Linked DNA regions of Gossypium arboreum: region 1 is linked to region 2. The links are chromatin contacts, called in public Hi-C maps. All regions are on one chromosome and are shown on one strand. The core of a region is the stretch at or near the end of the contact, and the rest is flanking DNA. Distances in the headings are between cores, read along the strand shown. Region 1 holds the start of LOC108460785 (jasmonoyl--L-amino acid synthetase JAR4-like). Region 2 has its middle 12 kb from the start of LOC128295611.

What was found. A called contact is a pair of places that touch in the nucleus more often than the background predicts.
Region 1: a Hi-C map of leaf shows a contact between it and region 2, with 4 times the contacts expected there. The contact joins the promoter of LOC108460785 here to the enhancer-like site in region 2. A contact is called at or near these places in 2 of 5 Hi-C or Micro-C datasets (both in leaf).

What each region holds. Positions count from the first base shown.
Region 1 is chr7:73,735,674-73,739,904 of ASM2569848v2, reverse strand. It overlaps LOC108460785 (jasmonoyl--L-amino acid synthetase JAR4-like), which reads right to left and starts at 2,972. Exons shown (of 5, transcript XM_053031203.1): 1 at 2,805-2,972; 2 at 1,660-1,974; 3 at 1,473-1,574; 4 at 553-1,376. The coding sequence starts at 1,952.
Region 2 is chr7:73,696,668-73,700,666 of ASM2569848v2, reverse strand. No RefSeq gene overlaps it. Among protein-coding and RNA genes, the nearest start is that of LOC128295611, 12 kb to the right of the region's middle. Within about 2 kb of position 1,251, at least 1 of the 2 cell types and tissues checked has an H3K27ac peak or open chromatin away from gene starts, as enhancers often do. A contact at or near this core is called in leaf, where this site is marked.

The sequences.
Region 1 (4,231 bases), core at 1,723-4,222, 38 kb before region 2:
AGATTCTTAATACAGAAGTTTCAAATTTTGGAGCAACGAGAATTATGGCAGAGAACACGTGGGTGTTGTTGATAAGAGGACCTCTATTTCCTAATTTTGTGTCAACATTAAATAAAAATGTGGATGTGCAGAAAGGATGTGTGAAAAAGACCACAACAAATAAGTCAATTAAATGAGCCTTCGACTGTTTGGTGCGCCTTTGTCTTAACCAATTGGGTCAGATATGTCTGAGCCGAAGGTTTTTTTTTTTTAAAGAAAAAAAATTCACGACACTGCTGCAAATGAAATATCACATTATTGGAAGCAGCAAAGGCTTGGACCATTAATAGCTTGCTCGCCCTACCTCCTACTTGGCTACACCCACATGAAGATCATTAATGTCATGGTTGGGAAATTTTATTAACAAATAAACAAATTAGAAGTTGTAGAGACACTGTAACGTGCAATGTGGTTTATAATGTCAACTTGAACGTGGTTGAGACATGACATGGAGTCTAAATTAATTGTAGGAAAAAAAAGTATTGATTCTTCATAAGAAACACAAATTAGTACCTGCAAAACTTGTGACAATAACCTCATACTCTTCACCGATTTTAACTTCAGTCAGACTCACTGGTTTGGGCTCCATAGAGAGGATATTAGCATCACCTCTGTCATGGACTTGCTCTTCAACATTCTCTTTCAGAGGAATGAACTCAAAATAGCCAATATTTGGAAGAACAGCATAAGTAGTAGACTCTGTAGGCACATTTGGGTTGATATTTGCCCCAATCCACCCCTCAGAGGAACCATAATCGGCACTTATAAGAGGCACATCCCCCGCATAATGTCTTAATTTCTTCAGATAATGCTCCATGGACCCAGTCATGATCCCGTAGATGTATTTGACATTAGGGAAAAGCTCCGGTATCAATCCATACCAATTACTCAACCCTGAAATTTTCCTATGAATTAAGTCTGCCAACTCAGGATTGGGCTTCAGTAATTTAGCCATAGCTGACCGGACGGATGGGAAAGTGATGCGGCTTGTGAGGATCCCTTCTCTAATATCAAAACAAAGCTCTTCCCACACTTGTTCAAGAGTTCGAAACGCATGAACTATGCTATGGGCAAAGGTAGAGGAAACCAACTGGATTTCCTCGCGGAAAATCAGCCCACATAAAAGATGACAATACAAAGATTGACGGAAATCTGGACCAAATATCACCTCATCTGGGCTGCAACACTGAGATTGCATTACTTTCATTGCCTTCTTAAACTGCGAATTGCGAAACACATTGGTCGTAGCGGTTCCAGCAAACAATCCCCCTTTCGTCCTACTCTGCTTGCTGCTGTATATGAACTGCAAAGCCTTCCCATTCGTGACAGGGAATTCCCTGTGTCAATAACACAAACTGATTAATAACGACAAAAAATCTCCCAAAAAAAAATTTTGGGGGGAGAAAAAGGTTAACAGATATCCAATCATATACCTGTTTCTAAAAGCATAAGAAGTACGGAATATCTGCAAAGTAGTTTCCATCAATTCGTCATTGAACGGCACAAACTTGGGCCTTCCTTGAGTGGTGCCAGAGCTGCAAATTTACAATAATAATAAAAATTATCATTCAATTTTAAAAAAAAAAATCATGTAAAACATAAAATTAAAGTAAAGAATACCTGAGAGATATGGTGGTTATGGGTTTTCCAGTGAGAACCAGGGAAGAAGCACCATCGACAATTCTTTGAATATAAGGCTCCAAATCCTGGTGAGTGACGACAGGAACACAAGCCTTGAAGCTTTGGGGGTCAGTTCTGCCATTGAGACCCAGATTCTGCAAATACTCGGCGCTTCCATTTTCTTCTAAAATTTTCTTTAAAGTCTCCCTTTGAACATTCTCAGCATCTTTGGTCATCGTTTCGAACTCTTCTATCACTTTTTCTACGTGTAGAATTTCCATCTTTTCTAACATCCTTACTTACTCAAACTACAACCTTAAAAAAAAAAAAAAAAAAAGGAAATCAAATTATATGAAGACTATTTACTTCTTATTTAGGAAAAAGAATAAAGTGATCTGAAAGCATAGAAAAATAATTTTTAAAAGAATACAATCATGTTTTCCGCTCTCTTTCTCTTCTACCAAACGGAAGCAGAATGGAGTTTTCTTTTGCTATCAATAAATGCAAGAAAAAGAAATTACTTGAGGTGAAAAAAAAAACCACTAATTTAAAAATAAAGTCAAAAAGGGAAACAAGCTTATATGATAATTAAGCAGCAATCTGAAAAACCAAGACAATAACTCAAAACATTTTCAAGCTTTCACTTTATTTGACGGATAGTCAATACAGTCAACCGATAAGAAACTTCAATTTCCCACTAGAGATTAGAGATTAGAGATTAAACGTTTTTTTTTAAAAAAAAAAGTGCAAAATTAATGAAATCGGAAAGAAGAGGAAACTAAGAAATCAAAGAATTTGAAATGTGAAACAAAAATTCAACTTCATATCCTGTTCCAAAACTTTGAAAATTTCAAACGAACAAAAAGAAATCAAAGAAAGAGATTCAAATCACCTGTAACAAAATGAAAGAAATGAAAGAAATTCAATAGAACAGAAAAAGAATAAAACAGAATCAGAGTAAGTATGTGGATAAAGTGCAGTTTGAAATTCAGAAATTTCAAGTACCTGAGGAAGCTCAGTGTTTTTCAGTAAAAGAGTGAGACAGAGATATGGAGGGAAGGGAAGGTGGTATTGAGTCAGAACTCAGAACTCTCCAAGTTTATATGGGAAAGAGGTGAAAAAGGATAGGAATTTTGTTTGCTCACCAATTTCAATGCGCTCTCTTGTTTTCCTCAAAGTGTCTGCAAAGATAGATAATTTTTTTTTTTATCGTAAGAAAGGCAAAGGCAAATTGCTGTGTGTTAATGATTTTGGGTATGGCGGATTGGGAGATAGAGAGAAGATTCTTAGGCTTGCATTTTATAGGCGTTTTCTTTAAAATTATTAATAATACAAATTTGTCAGCCTCTTTTTTTTTTTCTTTAATTCCTAAAATGTTTTTTGTCCTTTCCCGACTTTGCCCATACTCCAACCTTAGAATTCCGGAAATGCCAGCTTGAGTACAACTGATGAATTCTGAAATTACCTTTATGGGCTTGGATTATTGTGAGAATTGGTTAATATTGCCTTTGGTTCACTAGATAAGGAAGTTAATAACGCCAGATTGACGTGGGGTCGACTACAATGAAAGGCAGATTTTGGCAATATTGCACTTCTCATCCCTTTAACTTTTCTATTTTCATTCAGATTCTTTTTTAATTAGTTTTTGTTGTAGAATGAGTTGATGTCATGAGTTAATTGAGTAGTAACTCGATTAGAAAAATTATGAAAAATATCCTTTCACAATTAAATTAATTTATATTATTCGAGAATATTTTAATCTTTTTATTTTAAAAAGTCAATAAAATTTTTACATGTGATGATATTTGAACATGTGTTATTTAAATCGATAAAATATTAATTTAATCACTAAATCAAATACTTATCTTAATATAATATTAACATTAATTATATTATGTATATCTTGTTACTTCCATCAATTATACAATTGTACTTCTATACTTACTATTCTTTAAACCTGTTTCCTTATCAAAGTAAAACTGGAAAAAATCCAAAATAAAACACACCCATGACACATTCCATACTAGGATAAATTATAGAGGAGTGAAGGAAAATCAGTTTCTCCTAAGCCAATTTCATCGTTTTCCAACAAATTCAATTATCTCAAAAGAACTCTTTTAAGAAAAAATAACACATAGTAATATATGTTAGTCATAGTCAACAAATCAAGTCAAGTAATAATTAATGTCAATTTGTTGTATAGGTTAAATCAAATGGTGCATCAAATCAAATTTGTATAAAAAAAATTAGTTTGGGGCAGTCCGATTTCCAAGTCTCTATATCATAGACTATTTGATACATCGAAATTTTGATAAGAATAGAATATAAATTATTTGATATTGATTCAGATCGAAACAATACATATTAATTGATACAATATTGATTACCATAATTAATATAGCGCTAAGTTTTATTTTTATTTTTAAAAAGTAGTAATGCAAAATATTAGATTGAAATATAGGATGTGGAAGTTTTGGTTTGATAATGAGTGGTAATTTAACATCTAATTAAGATGTACATGGATTGGTAAAGTAAGCAAATTAAAGATGTAGAAATGAGGAAGTAATGGTGG
Region 2 (3,999 bases), core at 2-2,501:
CAACATACTTATTCATAGAGTATGTTACGTATCAATTTTTATTACTTTAGTTGGTCACGCCAAGATTTATTATTATTTTATTACCAAAAGTTTAATTGAATCAACTTTTTTTCTTAAACCCTCAATTACTTAATTAATTAATTTATAAAATATTTTTAGTGAAAAGAAAATTAACTTAAAACAAACTAATTACATAGAAGATCTTTGAGCAAGGTTAACACTTGTTTTGACAATAGGTACGATTACTAATACTTCCCTTGGGATTTCTTCAAACACTATAAAGTTTGACCTATATCAAATGTCAGTTTGGCCATACAATATGCCAATTTGTTCAACTCCCTAGGATATGTTATATGGCCCAATGTCCAAACTTTGCTAAAAGTTTTTGAATTCTTCTAATGAGGCTTAAAGTTGAAGCTGTCAAGAAGAAATCTTGAATGAGCACCTCCAAACTATCTGTTTGAATTATTATGTTCTCAAAAATCTTATTTTGGATAAGGGTCAACTCATCAAGTTGTCTAAAGATTTGTTGTAACCCAAATTATTAAGAATAAGGAATGGAGTTGAATTTCTATAAAATGAGTGTCTGATAAGGATTTTAATTATTGCTCCATTCAAATTGATTTTTAAATCCTTATATATATTTTATTTGTGTGGATGAAGACTGCTAATTATATTTGACCGGAAATAATCTAATGAGGAGGCTAAGACCCCATGTTTTAACAGAAGCTATGTCCTTGATCTATGGCTACTGTTTTGGAGGGGGATGAAAGGGAGATGCATAGCGGTAAGTAATAATTATTGAGAAAAGAAGCTTCTTATTATGAGGCTAGGTTTCTATTAATATTATAAAGACCTAAAAGGGTAAGTTTGTGAGTTGAGTTGGATAAGAAAACGACAGAAAGGTAGGGATCACAGCTGATACCAACCAAATCAAAGATGATTCCTTTTTTCCTTTATGGGGTTTGAGTCATCCTGTTAGGGGATACTATTGTCGCCATTAATTTACACTTTCATCGTGCTGAGGCCGCATATCGGCTAACCCCCACTCCTGCTGGTGGGGCCTTCATTATATATGTAATCGCATCAACTCTCTCTGTGTGTATGTTGTTTTCATTATTTGGAAAATGACAATTAGAGTTGTAACTTCAGACAGACTTAATTTCTCATTCTTGTTTCTTCCAACCAAGAGGGACTAAAGTGGTAATTCAGGATATATCTACATTCAGTGCATTGGTGCTCCTCCCTTCCAATTGCTCGACTGCGACACATGGTATTTATAGCGTATATATCTCTCTTCTCAACCATATGATTTGTCACAGATAACAAGTTTGAAATTATTATTTACAATAGAAGTGGTCCTGAAAACCGACTAGTTTTGACAACCTTTTATTTTTTGCAATTTTCCTGCTTTTGGATCTCCTATGTGGGGGAGGCCTAAGCTTAGAGGATCGACCGACGTTTGATTTATGAGATCAAACTCTCTTCTCCCTCCTCCTACTTTTAACAAAATTTGTAATTCACTCCTTACATTTTAAAACTTCAAATTTAAATCATGCTTCTACTTCTTTTCTTTTTTAATTTAAAAATCGTTGTCCAATATAATATCGTTAGTATTTTCTATAAAAAATTTAATATTTTTTTGTAAATAACATATTACATCATGTTAGGATAGCCTAATCTACATATCAAATTGATAAATTTTGAAATATACTAACGATATTAATGATTTAACTAAAACTTTTAAATCAAAAAAGAAAAATAACTTAAATTTTAACTTTCAAAGTATAACAACTAAATCTCAAATTTTGCCATAGTTGAGGGATTGTTTACATATTTTAACCTAATAAATAACAAATATTATTTTAAAAACACTAATCAAATCACAACTCATTGAAAAAGTGGAATTGAAAATTTTCTCCAAACATTTAGATCAAGTTCGAATACTAAAGTCATTGATGCTAAACAGTATTAGTTTTAGAACGTAAAATGAATAAGAATATTACAAGAATATAAGTGGGAGGCTTTTTTTCTTTTTTTTTTACAGTCCAGATTCCTTTTAAAAAAATTGTTAATGTTTACGGTAATATATGAGTTTTGTCGGATAAAAAAGCTATTATAGTCTTATTTGTAAATTTTATGTAAGATAAAAAGAAGGTGGAAGATTTTATTTTAAAATTTAAAATCATATAAAGAAGATAGTAACTAAGATTAATCAAATAAATTCATAAAGGAAAAAGATTAATCAAACAATTTCAAGTTGGTGGATTAACCCAACATTAAAATTCAAAATTTTTAAAGAAATCTAATTTTCTTGAGCATCCAAGAAACAAATTTTTAAAAAAAAGAGAAAGAAATTCTCGACAATCAATGCAATAAACCACAATGTAATATGAACATAAAAGGTAATTGTCTTAAATTTTAGATTCGCTTGGAATCTTAAATAATTTAAATAAACAATTATAATGGGATTACACCATAAATTACGATATCTTGACATTATTCGAAATGTAAAATTTTGTAATAGTTGGAATATTGAGAATCTAAATTCTACAATCTCTATTTAAAATATAACGTTAGATTCAACAAACTAAATCCCATATAAAAATAGTTAAATTATCCATCCCCATTCTTAAATTATATTTAAAAAGAAAGAAAATAGATGATTAGATTGATAGAATTGTGTTAAGATAATATATAAAAGAAAATAAATTGATAGATAGGTGGAGTGTTGGAATTGGCATCATTGATTATTCATTTATGTGGAAAATAAGCACTAAATGAGTAATCTAAAGCCTTAGATGATAGTTTTAGTTGTATCATGAATTTGGTTAGGTTTATGACGTTTTAATTAGGTCTAGGATGGGAACCATGTCCACTTCTAAAATATCTTGTTTTATTCACAAGAAAAGGGTGATGTAAGAAGATTTTTACAATTTCTTTTTTTTTTTTAATTATTCATAACATAATTTTCCAAGTCATTAGATTTACTTTTGCATTCATTTTAATCAATTTTCTGCAGCTCTGGTCATACTATTCAATTTTCTCCATTAATGACTTTTTTTTATTCTTAATTATCGGGAAAAAGTTTAAAAATTAGGACAATTTTCTTAGCAGCAACAATAAACCTTTGAAAATCAACAAAAGCAAATAAAATTCTCTCTATAGGCTAATGCCAATTCAACCTACAAAATTTAATCATTTTTATCCTACATTAGACTATGCTAATAGTCGGCCAATCCTTAGGGAAATGATCAACAGTGTTAGTCTATTGTTTTTTTTTTTTAATTTTATCATTTTTGAAATTTAAATTTTAAATCTCCAACTGTGAAACCTAAATCCTCAACTCCCAAAATTTAAAAGTTGAATCAGAAACACAAAATTTTAAAACTTAAATGAAAACCGAAATTAAAACTCCAAAATTTAAAACTTAAATTTGAAATTTAAATTTAACTTTAAAAATTGAAAAAAAAAAAGAGTTGAGATTAAAATTAAAAGTTGAGATTTGACGGTGTGGAATCATTTACCTTCACAGATCTAATTATCCATGGAATTGGTTGGACATGAACCTTCTGATAACTATGACTTATATTTACTTAAATTTGATTAAAAGGAAGTAAATAATTATTGCAGTGCATGTTGGGTCCAGTCGAAATCCCCTTTCACAATAAAAAAGAAAATATTCAAATTATTCCAAACACGATTAAGTTAACCTAATATACATTAATATAAAAACACATTTATTGCAATTGTAATAACATTACAAAAAATAATAACGTCACATTGTCTATATTTATTTTTTTAATAATTTAATATTACATTAATATTTTTATCCTAAAATTTAAAATAAAATTATTGATATAATGTTTCATACCATCTTTTTTCGACAAGACATAAATTTATGTGATAGTTAGGCAGAGATTTGGGGAAAAGGTAACTTCATGGTGCGTGCAATTGGTTTATAAATTAGAAAGATGGTCCCTTTTTAATAACGGACAA